2 separate regions of the Sparus aurata genome follow, and region 1 is linked to region 2. The links are chromatin contacts, called in public Hi-C maps. All regions are on one chromosome and are shown on one strand. Each heading gives the region's core, a stretch centred on a gene start, on an enhancer-like site or on the middle of the called end of the contact. The rest is flanking DNA. Distances are from core to core; before and after follow the strand shown.

Region 1 (6,509 bases), core at 1,387-3,886, 170 kb after region 2:
GATTTAAAACCAACATGTATGTCAATTCATTTGGTCTGATTTAATTCACTGAATCACCCTGAAGTAGTTTAGTCTGTTTTAGTATTTTTTTTTTCTTTCTTTTTTGTGGAGAGAAAAACTTTCAATGCAATTAAAAGTAGATAACCCTTTTTTTTCAAATTCACAAACATTTATTATTCTTGTCGTTACAACCAAAAAGAAATGACCTATGAACATTTAGGTGTCTCTCTTTCTCTGTCTCTCTATTGGCAACACATGACATGCTGTATGTCTCACAGATTCAATTGTAAAATAGATAAGGAACGAACAACAATGAAAAAAGATTGAGAGAGGTAATGCGCTCTTTTATACCAGAAAAAAAAGAAACACATATAGCCTACGTGTCCACTGACATGAAATGATGTTGTCACAAAATCACCATGTGGAGGAGATTCAAGGAGGGTTGATGATGGGAAATGTTTGGATTTTTTGTTGTTGTTTGTTTGTTTGCTTGTTTGTTTGTTTGAGTCAGAAACCCTCCTTTCGTCTCCATGTGCTTTCTAAGTAAAAACCTGAGTTTGCCGTATCTCTGTCAGCCTATGTCAACAACAAGAACAGTGCCATTATTTTTTCTCACGACGCACAAGATAAAAACAAAAAATAAATCATGATAAAATTCTCAATTATATTAAAAAAAAAAAAAATCGGGTGACAAGTTAAGTTAAAATCGCAGGATTTCTTTTTTTTTTTCTCCCACCGGCAAGTGAAGGCCACACGCCAGGTTGCAGGCCAGCGTGTTTTTAAAAAGCTCGTACTCCGAGTTTCTCTTGCTTCTCCGTCAATATTATACACATATTTACAAACCATAAATAAACATTTTCTCTCCTCGTACATTGTTAGGAAACAGAGAGGAGCCAGAAAACAGTCTTATTTCACCGAGCATGTACAGCCTTCCTTCACACAGCACGACGCCACAACTGGCTTTTTATTAAAAGTTCTTTTTCGGAGCAGTCTCGCCATTTATTTTTGTGTTGTTTTTTTTTTTTTCTAGAAGGGACAAGTGTTCATAGTCGGGGTTTTGCTGGAAAAAGTCTGACCCGGTGGCCCGGGTTGTAATATGTCCAAATGGCTGGAAGCAGAGGCCAGTGCTGGGGTCAACATGGCCAGGATCTGCGCCTGGCTGCCCGGCTGCGCGCTGTAGGAAGAGGCGGTGGAGTTGGCGCCACCGATGATATTGTCAATGGAGAATGAAGGCCGGCTCGGGGCGCTGGAGTCCGTCTTGAGAGGCGGCAGAGACGGGCTTAGTTGGGGGTAAAAGGGCTTTCTTAAATCGGCCCCTAAAAGTGAGGGCAGGGGGTGCGGCGCGGGGAATATGGAGGCTGATGGGGGCAAGGTGCAGGGCGCGTTAGGGAAGGGGAAGGAACCACCTGTGTGGTGCGGGTGATACGGGTTGTGCGCTGCGTGGAAGCCTTGCAGCTGGAGTCCATAGTTGTATCCGTACGGGCCGTATCCAAACCCGGGAAGAAAGCCACCGGAGTCCCTGAGGATTTCGTTCGCCTGGTGCCTCTTGAAGCGCTTCCTCCTGCGCAAGAAGCTCCCGTTGTCGAACATGTCTGCGGAGTCCGGGTCGAGGGTCCAGTAGTTGCCCTTCCCGGGGTTGCCCGGCTCTCGTGGGATTTTCACGAAGCAGTCGTTTAAGGACAGGTTGTGGCGGATGGAGTTCTGCCAGGCGGGGAATTTCTCCCGGTAGTAGGGGAATCTGTTGCTGATGAACTCGCAGATCTCGCTGAGAGTGAGGCGTTTCTTGGGGCTCTGCAGGATGGCCATGGTGATCAGGGCGATGTAAGAGTACGGCGGCTTCACAAGTGCACTTTTTCTGGGTTTGTCCCCGATCACGCTCCCGACCTCTGCGCCGGAGCCCATCTGGTCTGACGGGCAGTCGGAGCTGCTGAGCCCGGGGGAGGAGACCCTCTCGGCCGCGTTCTGGGAGTAATTATCGTCCGAGTCATTGTCCAAGTTGAACTCGTGGCGAATGTACTTCCCGTCCTTTCCGACGGATATGTCACCCCCGACCACATCGATGTCCACATCTTCGGACAATGCAGAGCTGTCGGACATATCCGTCCCTAAAGTCATCCTTGGAGACGCCGCTTCTCTTCCCCCTCTCTCCCAGATTTCCTCCTCCTCTGGTCCGGTGAGGCTACCGAGCGAGAGCGCACACACACACTCCCCCTGTCTCTCCCTCTCTCTCTCCCCCTCACAACCACACCAATCTTTTTTTCTTTTCTTTTTTTTTTTTTGCTGCAGCTTTATCTCCAACTACTGAATGCACACATGGCTAGAATCTATTGAAAATATAAAGAACTCTTTGACCTGTGGATTTGGCGACTCCTGGGCGTCCGACGCTGGTCAAGCGGGGCCGTGCGCGGTTCTCTTCGAGCAGAAAAAAAACTTCTGGTTTGAAACAAAACAGTCAAAGATCATCGATCTCACACCGGTCTGGACTTTGTGTGGTCTTGAGATGCGATTGTTTCCGTCCGCGATCAGTTTATGGTCGAGGTCATTTAAAAAAAAAAAAAAAAAAGAGGAACTACTTTTGGATATCCAAGAGTCTGTCCAAAATATCTTTTACGCACGGGTTTGGGTAGGTATCCAGCCAGACTCTGACACTCTCCTCCTTAGCTCTCAAAAGGTATTTATAGGAGCACGCTGGTCACGTGGTCTTTGAGTCACTGTTACCAGGAACTGGACGAAATTACCCTGCAAAAAGTAATATTCGGATGTGCTCTTGAACCTTTAAAGCCACATTTCATATTTCGTTTACAAATTAAAACCAGAATAAGGCAAACATGTGGGTTATAAACAGGGGCGATATCAGCTGTTCCTGCAGCACATGGACTCGATTAAGAATAAGATTATATATATCAGAATATAGCTGGAGATCGACCGCATTCTGTTCATATCAATATATTGACAGTTCATTACGGAAACGTAGACTGTAAAATAAAATGCATTAAAATAAAAAAAAAACTCTCGCTGACAAATCAACGAAGAAATTTCACATTTTCATTTAAAAAAAAAAGTTGATTTTTTTTAACAGGAGGTTGCGGGACTCAATTGAATTAACTTTTTTCTTTCTTTTTTTTTTGCAGTGTGAGGTGAGAGGAGTAGTAGGTGTTCTCTGATGACTGTAACTTTGGTCTTTATTAAATAACACACAAACACAAGCAAAGCAAAACACAGGCATGTATCGATATATAATATAGGCCTACATTTTACTCATTTCAAACATGGTATTTGTTTACGGGGCGACTGCGAATTTTATTTGCGATCAAATTTCTGATTGCTCATCGAAGAAAATGACATTGAGACATTATCATGATTATTCTGATTCTGAGTATTATTATCATTATTATTATCATTATTATTATTATTATTATTATTATTATTATTATTATTATTATTATTATTATGTCGCTACTCTTCGAACACTATACATGTGTAATTAGAAATAAAGTGCACAATATTGAAGGTAAAAAATGGCTAAACATTTATAATTGATTTTAAAAATGTCAGATTCACTTCAGTGACTCTTTTATTACAGTTTTCGTGAGTATTAATGTTTAATGAGTATTCTTTTCATTTTTAGTTCGTTTTCATCATTTTTATTTCAAGTATTCAGCGCGTGAAATATCTTCAGCAGAAGCGGAGCTGCTCGTCTGTTGTCTTTACTAATAATCTGTCCGGTTTGTCCGGATTTAATCGTCCCCCTCCCTCGCTCAGAGTTTTTTTTTTTCTTTTTTTTCTCGGCCAGTAGCCTAATTCCCTCATCACTTCTCACTGGGTTTTGTGTGTGTGTGTGTGTGTGTGTGTGTGTGTGTGTGTGTGTGTGTGTGTGTGTGTGTGTGTGTGTGTGTGTGTGTGTGTGTGTGTTTTTCCTCGTCAAGAAGTCACAACATGAACCCATCGTGCATTTTTCCTGCACAATTCCCAGGGCTGCACACAGTCAGCTGCAACCTGCTCCAGCTCGTCTCGGTCAACGCAGGAGGGCCAGCAGAGGGACAGCGTGTGATGCGTCGTCCTAATCCACCACATCAGCACAGGTCCAACAAACACACACACATTGTCACCTGTCTTGTGTTTTGTATATCTGCATCGTGCGTTTTGCTGCTTTAAGTTTGCGTTCGTCACTTTTTTTCTCTCTCTGATTGAAGGAGCTGAGTTGAGCTCAAGTCAAGCATGCAGCTTGTCTAACAGCCCTGATCGAGAAGCGAGTTTTCCTGTGTGACCCGCCTGTCACAAGCCTGTTAAATCTGAAATAGACCCTCATCACACAGCAGGCGGCCTGATTTATCGCCACATATTTCTCATTGTCATTCATAGATGCGCTGAAGTTTCTGACGCGATGGGATGAAATTACGGTCCACGTTTCATTCATTTATGTATTTATTTATTTGACCTCTCACACTGTCCTCCAAAACCAGCACTTAATTGTTCACTTGGACCTGATCACTAGTATACTCAGACTTGATTGGTTTACACGGTGTTGGAATATCTCTTTAAATATTGTATGTGACAATCAATAGGCTACATAAATTAATGTCCACACGAGCCGCTTAAAAACTCGTATTTCTGTGTCACAGAAGGCCTCTTTTCATTTACAACTCTTTTTGTTATGCAGTATCCGCAGTGTACCCGCACATGTTTCATTCTGTCGCATTATATGGTTGAAAAGGCTTTAACGTTTTTTTCTTCCATTTTTTCTTTAATTTAATTTGATTTGTAATGAATTCGAATTTAACAACAAAGCGCGCATTAGTGGATTACTTCTCTTTCTTCAAGTTTCCAGAGGTCGAGTGAGGTTCTTATTCTCGTGATCCGTGATTCTAGCCGGATGGAGAGGTTTCCGATCGTCGAAGTTTGTGGTGCTGAAGCGCCCCCTGCTGTTGCTTTGTGGAAAATGAAACTCCACAACTGTGGACAGTTTGCTCCAGTGTTGTGTCCTGATGGCAAATAGTAACGCTGAAAAAGTTCCCACTCAGCTAAAGGCTCCCGAGGTCATCTGAGATTTCGAGAAAGGTGCAAATTAAATTTAAAGTGAAACGCAGCAGCAGCATGTCGATATGGAAATAAGTCTTTATTACAGGTGCATGTTTTGGAGAAGTAATGTTCATCAGAAGAGAAATCCCTTTATTGATTAATTTCATGACTGAATATCTGATTAAACAAGCAGACCTTAAAGAGCAACACAGTTTCATATTGCTTTACTTTGTTTACATGTGGTGGACCCTGCCACCTTTCTAGCTCCAAACAGCATTCTGGGGAAATGTACTTTCCTCTGAGAACAGCTTGTTTCTACAGTCATTGAAAATATAAATATTTCTGAGTTTGTTTTATTACCTGAGATCAGCGTGGTGGAGCATCTTGCAACATTTGGAGGTTAAATGAAGCAATCTGCCCAAAGTAGGGTGTAACAGAGGATCAGGAATTAGCCTCAAGTGAAAAGAGCAGCTTAGCAGTAAGTGTGAGGCAGCCATGTGACTCAGGTCAGTTCAACTCTCAAGTGAGTCCGAGGTCTTTTTTGCTGAACAAGTCAAGTCAAAGGTTGTGTTCAAAGTCAGGTCAAGTCCCAAATCAGGCCACTTTTTCCCTGCAGAAGAACCTGAAGTCTGACCTTCAGTGTACAATGATTTTACAGAGAAAAGACGAGGTATTAGAGTTCCTGTCAAATAATAATATCCTTCACCAATGTATCCACTCTGTTCAAGAACTAGAACAATGACCTGTATTTCTTTATCGATATTCAGTGAAATAACTATAATCAAACAAAAATATTTATAGGAAGCAATTAAAAGATATTCCCTCCCCGTCACTTTTTAATAGTGAAATACTGACAGCCAGACTGATGACTGTGATGTTCCAAATCAAGTCATAAGTCTTTAACTTCCATGTCCAAGTTGAGTCTCAAGTCTTTTACTTTCGTCAGAACGTTGACTTGAGTCGACTCAAGTTCAGGTCGCAATGACTCGAGTCCACATCTCTGGCATTAGAATATGTGCAGCACAATGTTCAAAAGCTCTTATGACATACAGTATATGAAGCCAATTATTGATAGAAGCACAGGGACACCGGGATGTTTTGATTATGTACAAAACTAAACACACAGTTCTGCATTTATTTACGTTGTTTTTCAGACAACTGGACAGATGTGACTTTTCCAACACAGTGAGTTTTGCTGCACAAACCTTTTCAGGTATTTCAATGCCACCCCCTCTCAAGTCGTTCAGATTCTTGAGTCCAGGCTGTGCAAAAAAGGGCACTTTATTGACATTTCTTTATCAAGAAAAAAAAAACCCCTGCATGAGAAACGAGAGCTGAGGGAGCCAACCACTTATCTTGCTGTGTTCCTTCTTGCATCAATAGTCACATGTAGTCAGCAGGTCTATCTTTGCTTAGTGCAGAAAACTCGCACCTATCCCCATCACAGACTGGCAACAGATGTATGACAAAGCTTCCTCACAGAATAAAAG
Region 2 (7,057 bases), core at 3,315-5,814:
TTCCTGCTGTCACATGAAATTAGGCTATTGCCAAATTATTACACTTACTGACAGTGTTGGGAAGGTTGCTTTTAAAATGTAATGTGTTTCAGACTATGAGTTTAATTACATCATAAAAGTAATGTTACTGATTACTTTTGATGACTTCGTTAAACAGCGGTTTAAACTAAGCAATAAAGCTTAAAAAGGCAGTTTAGCAAAAGGAGAGTTGATGCATATTCAAACAAAAAAGAACAAATCAAAGACAAGGGTTAAAACTCGAAAAGCATACCAATAAAAGAAGCCTGTCTGGATGTGGAGCTCTGCTGACCTGTGTTGTCTCGCATTGCTGCGGTGAAAATGTTCAAAGCAACAGAGTGAAAGTTGCACATACAACATATAAGTTTTACCAAAATAAAAAAATTTAATGTTTTTTGGATGTAATCTCTTTGAAATCACCAACATTTTGCATTTATTTCGTAAATTAACTCGCAAAACATAACTTTAACATGTACCTAGTTACTACCCAACACTCCTTACCGGTGTTTACATCCAACCACTGATCACTGGTCCACACTGAGGAGCTGATACTTGGAAATGTGTTGTAATTTAAATTGGCTGCTGTTTGTTCTGTTGTAAAGTAAATCTTCCAGCTGCTGCTATGGATACAAAGCTTTGCTTGAATTTCACGATCTGTAATGACAAAGAGCCCAATCAGCTCTGCACCAAACTGCGTCTGCTCTGACTGAACCAAATTACCTTCATTACTTCCTGTAATTAACCATCAGTATGACTCATCCCCTTTCTTTAATTCACCCCCAAACAATTACCAAAATGTGTAAAACAAATAAATAAATAAATGAAGAGTGAGAGTGAGCCCATTTGAGAAATTGCTTCCAGAAAAACAACCCTGACCGTGACCCCTGTCACGTTATCTCTTCTTCTCATCTTTCCCCTCCTGCTTTTGCTCATTCTGGATGATGAAGATAGACAGATAGCCATCCACTGCATGTGTCAACACGCCACAGGGGACGTCACTGCAGAGGATACAGAGAGAAGGACCTGATATAGACCTGCTGTCGCTGAACACCATCTAAATAAGACTTTTTTTTCCACCAACACTTGAAAAAGTCTAACACACCAAGAAGAAATTCAAATTTTGGTTCATTTAGCTTCCTCCCCGTTTATCTCTCCCTGTCTGGTTTGACTTAAGCAGATTCATTTCGAACCCCCTTCTGACATTCTCTGACATATTCCACCCCCCTAACACCACCCTCCTCCTCTCCCACCTCCTCTCCCGTCCTTTTTTACCCCCCTTTTCCCCAGGACGTCCGGAAAGGGAAACCACAATAACATTTCACCAGAGACTCAGTCAATATTATTCCTTGACATCTTCAAAGCGGGACAGAGGATATTGGAGCCCGAGCAAGAGACGGGTGGAGATAGCCAGGGAGTGTGTGTGTGTGTGTGTGTGTGTGTGTGTGTGTGTGTGTGTGTGTGTGTGTGTCTGTGTGTGTGTGTGTGTGTGTAGTCCAGCTGTGAACAGAGACAACAGACGGAGAGATTGTTCGCTGTGGCCTTCGCAGCCAGTCTGACAGTGAGTCTCTGAAGTATGGCTGCCTAAAGCTACGAGCCACTCCTTCATATCCATCATACTCACATTTTCTTTGAAGCTATGTATCTCTATCACTATCTCTCTGCCCTCGGGTCGCCAATCCGCCTGCGTCCCTCACCTTTGTCCACGCCGTGCATCATCTTTAATTCTTCCTCACGCCACCAGGGGTCCCTGTGTGCACAACAAACAAAGCACCCACTTATCCAGCCTCCGCTTCCCCCGTTCACGTTTCCTTTTCATGTGGCGTAATAGCAGTGGTAGTAGTTGTAATAGAAGCAGCACCTCTATCATTACACACAGATAGACGTGTAATGATGCCGGGGCAGAGGCAGTGAGTTAATGTTGGGGTTTTGTGGCAGGGCTTCTGCACAGCATCAGACCGACAGGCAGCCGCGGAGCCACAAGGACAAGCAGATACAGGATCCTTCAAGCTGCAGGGGCCACAGACATTAACAAGGTCTCTTCATTCTTTCTTTTCCCTGTCCCTGTCTCCCCCTGGGCTTTTCCTCTATCTGTCCATATGGCACCGGTGGAGTCAGGGGAAGTGCAGGGGGGCAGTCGCCCTTCCAGTGGAGAAAATGTTACAAAGCAGTTGACCTTTCAGTTTACTATAAATGTATCACGACTTTGTGCGTGACTATTTCACCCCTGCCCCTCAAACATCCTGAGTCCACTGCTGCCATATGGGATGAATACTGTGTAGAATGGAAACATTCGTGCAAAACATGCAAAGTCAATGGAAGTAAAAGCAGGGGTATTCCATTGTAGATATACTTTGTTTAACATTTGAAAACCTGTCCACCTCTCTCGCTAACGCCTCCCCAGATGTGCGCTCTGTAAGCGCGTGTTTCTGCGGTCTGCTAACAGAACATTAACTTTAAAGTCTTCCTTCGTCCCCAGCTATATGTGTGCTATGCTGTAAGCGCTGGCCCCCGTCCAGGAATCTCCTGCAGCCAGCCGCTCATAAGCCCTCTTCTAACCGGCCAAGAATGTGAATAGCTCCTTCAAAGAGAAGCCCTCTCTCGCAAGGTGTGGTTTAAAGCAAGTACCTGAGTCCACAGGTGGACATATTAGAGCAGATGAAACCCGCTAACTGAAATCCCACACCTGTCTCAGAGCAAAGGGGAGAAAACAGAGCAGCGGGGATGAAAAGATCAGATTAGATCGACACGGTTCCATTGTTTGATTCCTTTATACGCTGCCGTCCCGAATCTGAAACCATACGAAGTTTGTGCAGCTGTATGAAACAAAGAAATATTGACTTTCCAGTCTTTCAGATTCGACAAGCTTGATGAATGGTGCCCAATAAAAGAAGTCAAGGGGGTCAAAGGGCAGAAGTGTCACAGTTTTACAACGTGAGACTGTGTTAAAAGACAAGCTGATCAAAGACACTCAGCAGAAACGCCCCAATAGGACCTCATCTGAACGGAAAATACAATGAGCGTACAGGGACAGCCGGCCGCTAACAAAGCCGCCCAGTAACACAAGTGAGCACGGAGTGGTGAGAAGAGGAGTGGAGAGGAGGGGAGAACATGGCCCGGGACAAAGAGCTGCTTGTCCGAGGTCTGTCTGCCACTGGCCTGCAGGGAGGGGGGGCCCGGTGCCACTTGTTTGAGGGGTCTCCATGATAAATTTCCCACTACTTGACTCTGTCACACTGTCTGCCACCCGGACAATAACTGAGGTCATGGCAGAGTAGTGAAGCGTTGACACGGTGGCCTCTGCCGGCAGAGAGGGCCACTTTCTCTTGACGCGAGAGGTTTATTCCAGATCTCTGCCTCCCATCAAGACTAATACATCTTAAGACGAGCGTTAAACTGAATATAAATAAAACACTTCTCACAGTTGTCTTTACTCAGACCATTAATCACAGATATAAGGTCCGAGGCTCAAGACCCTCATATACGCACGTAGTGCCGCGGCGTTTGTCAAACAGAGACGGACAGAGATAAATGTGATCCCGCCGAAGAGGAAACACATGACAGCGTATGAAATATTGTTCATTTACTTCTCCAGAATGACTGTGTTGAAAAGCAAGACGAAACAAACCTCTGCGTAGCCATGCCACCTGACCTCATGGCTCTGCAGTTTTTCTTTAAAGTAGGAAACCCAATTACGCCGTACATTTTTTTTTAGGAGAGAATATCAAACAAATGTCACAGCGCGGGAGTGAGACGGACGCGAGAAAAATACGATTCAGGGAACCGGACATTAGGCCGACCAGTCCGAAAGAAGACCGTGGGAACTGTGAGCGATCATTTCTTAAAACCTTTGAGCTGCGAGAGTTTAGCCGATAACAGGCATAACACGAATGAATATGATCAAGTTAAAGGGGCAGCGAAGACGTTAAAACGCAGGATATTAACAATCACAATATAAATGAGGTGATAACTAACTGAATAAACAAGCGGTTCTCAGAGGAAAATAAGGTCCTTGGAACACTGGTTGAAGCTAGAAAGGTGGCAGGGTCCGCCACATATGAACAAGGTAAAACAGCATGTGTTGTCCTTTAAAGTCAGTTCATTTATGCCGTTTATTCGTGAACAAGAAATCAGTCGATGCAGATCTTTACCTCCTGATCAAAAATGGTTTTTTTTTACCAAAACTGCATAGCGCACCTTTAAACAAGTTAATTAGCTAAATCAGCAACCATATAAAATGATACCAGACAAAGATCAAAATGACTTAACAGCCATATAATCTCCTTCCTGAGCCTGATGGACTCTCCTAGCAGACTATAAACACTGCCTTATGTCCGAGCTCACACTGCAGGCAGGATGCAAGAAGAACATTCATTTACCACTCTGCTCTCTTTTTTTTGGTGGGGGGGGGGGGTGGGTCTGTCTTGAGGGGCTTTACTCACGCAAACCTGTCATCCCACTCTGAACCTGGCTCCCTCCTCTTAAAAGAAGCAGGTTTGTGTGTGTTTGGGTGTGTGTGTGTGTGTGTGTGTGTTGGGCTGAGGGGTAGAGGGGCTACTCAGATCGTCCCACCTCCCTCTCTCTTTTACCAGTCCAGGCGCTCCAAACTTTCGGAGCGCACCGCGGAAACTCTCCAAAGAGTTTGCAGCAGCAGCAGCAGCAGCAGCAGCTCCTGCCTCAAGGAGAAACAGTTTTTTTTTTTTAAAAGAGAGCGGAGAGCAGTCGGGAATGTCGAAGGGGCAGAATGGTCCTCCAGCCGAGCGGCACATGTGAGCCAAGAGGCCACCGGTAACGTTTTTTCTTTGTCACTTCAAGAGGAGAGGGCAGTGAGAAGTAGCAGACTGAAACGTGTCTGAGAGCTGACTGTTAGGAAGTGTCCTGTCACCTCGACACGATGGTCTGTCTGCCGGGATTCAGCTGGGTCTTCCTGAGCGCTCTCCTGCACACTGTGGCACCCTGGGGCGCACATCGACCGGACAGACCGAGGCAGTGCGACCCACCAAAGTCGGTGAGTCGCGTGTTGGGCACTTTATCAAGTCAAGGACACCCCATCGTTTTTTTTCTCTTTCTACCGAGATAAACTCGCGTTCGAAAGTTCGCGTAGACGAACACACAAGAGTCCAGTGCGTTAAAGCCAGTCATGCTGCAGAGGTGACACTTGTTGTCAAGAAAGTGAGCTTTCTGGACGAGGGCGTCACTTTGTGTTGGGAGGTGGAGGGAACATGAGGGCTCAGATGGAAAAATAGATTTAAAAAATCAAATACATTTCATAATAAATTAATTTGTATTCCATATTTCAGTTAACATTTCTTGGTGGGAGCTGATTTGTTTAATGAACAACTACGCCTTTTAAGAGCAATGGGGACAAAACTGGTCAGTGTTTCTTGGTTCCAGCTGGAGAAACAACGGCGAGACTCAACTTAGTTATCTTTAATAGTATTTATAGTGTTTTAGGATTTAACGTGCATGGCAGGGCGAGAAAGTCACACCTCATGTCGTTTATCAGTTATCAGAGTCCTGCTTTATGATGAGGTCAAAGGTTATGACTCATTTTAAAACAATAAAACATTTGAATACTTTTTTATGAATAAATAATAAACAGATGATAAGATGAATAAATAATACATAAAGATGCACAAGTTAAAATTGCATGATTAGGGTTGCTTGTTAATTGACACACTGTCTACAATGCCTAATAATAATAATAATAATAATAATAATAATAATAATAATTACTAATAACGTGTATTGATATTAGGCTGATATTATAATATCAAATAGCCTAATATTAACTAGGAGACAGTGATTAGAGACAACACTGCCTTATCTTTATGTATTTTCTGTACTGACTCATAAATGAACCTCTCAGAACCGCAGCTGGAATAAAAAGCGGTTTCCAGGAGAAATTGTTAACTCGCGCCAACTTTATGACTGTTTATGTGACAAACGCAAGTGGGGGGAACACCCACGGGTGACTTGACTTCATTTGGAAAAATTACGTTTCCCTGACCTTTTTTCTCTGTCGCGATCGCGTTTCACCGCAACACAAGGCCCATTAAAACACTTATCAGGCACACTGGTAGGAGTCATGGATGTGGCTTGAAGTCCTCACGGCGGGGAGGCGCAGCGGCGCCCAGCCGCGCTGCAGCTCCGGTTCACGGGTCTGTCAGCCGGCCTCCCACTGTGAACGCATCCTCATGAAGGAGGGGAGGGGAGGTTATTGATGTGAATTAAAATCATCACCTTCAACAAGTTTCCTTTCTGGAAAAAAAACAAAAAACAACCTCTCAGCAACAGGCACATTTATAAATATGGCTCCTGGCTGTTGTGCGCGAGGATCATGAGGGTGGCTTTTGTTTTTACGTGTGCGTTATGTCCTGTATGTGCGGATAATGAATGTGTTGCCAGCGATCAGTGAAGACTTCATGTGATTTGTAATGCGTCAGTACAGTGGTCTCTGTTTTCTGTTAAGAGTAATTACCCCCATAAAAAGGAGCCGTTGCTCGTCAGGGCTCTCCAAAAACGTCCACGCAGCTTCAACAGCAGAGGGGAATCTCTCCTCTTCGTCTGGACACGGCCACACTTACTTTCCATGTCGAAAAAGTCCTTATTCAGGGGCCCGAGTAGCTTGTTAAGGGATGACAAAATGCTGCACAAATAAAAAAATAATAAATAGGTTCAGCTTTGTAAGTTTCCGTGTATGAAAAATATGATGGAGAATGCACTAATGTCGTCCAAAGTGTTCCCGTCAGTGTGCGCCCTGCCAGCCTGAAAATCGCGTTAGAAGCAAACATTTTGAGCGAAGAAGGGGAAAGCTTGCTCTCGGATTAAGTGCAGCACTTTAGATGCGTTTTGTCAGAGACGCGGGGGAGAGACTGTGCCAGAGATGACTGCATGTTTGCTGCAGTCAACTGTGATGATAACAGAACATCCCACACCGAACAACTTGACTCGCTCCTGGCAGAAGTTTTTCTAGAGAGAGTTTTATGTGACAAAGGCAGGGTTGGCAGCGGCGCATCATAACTGGAACACGTCTGACGGA

The links. Hi-C and Micro-C count contacts between places; a contact is called where the count stands out from the background.
Region 1: a Hi-C map of an unstated tissue shows a contact between it and region 2, with 5 times the contacts expected there. The contact joins the promoter of foxd2 here to the promoter of trabd2b in region 2. A contact is called at or near these places in 2 of 2 Hi-C or Micro-C datasets (skeletal muscle and an unstated tissue).

The regions. Positions count from the first base shown.
Region 1 is chr11:13,599,467-13,605,975 of fSpaAur1.1, forward strand. It overlaps foxd2 (forkhead box D2), which reads right to left and starts at 2,637. Exons shown (of 1, transcript XM_030432391.1): 1 at 324-2,637. The coding sequence starts at 2,115. The coding sequence ends at 1,027.
Region 2 is chr11:13,432,370-13,439,426 of fSpaAur1.1, forward strand. trabd2b (TraB domain containing 2B) reads left to right here and starts at 4,565. Exons shown (of 7, transcript XM_030432286.1): 1 at 4,565-5,023. The coding sequence starts at 4,910.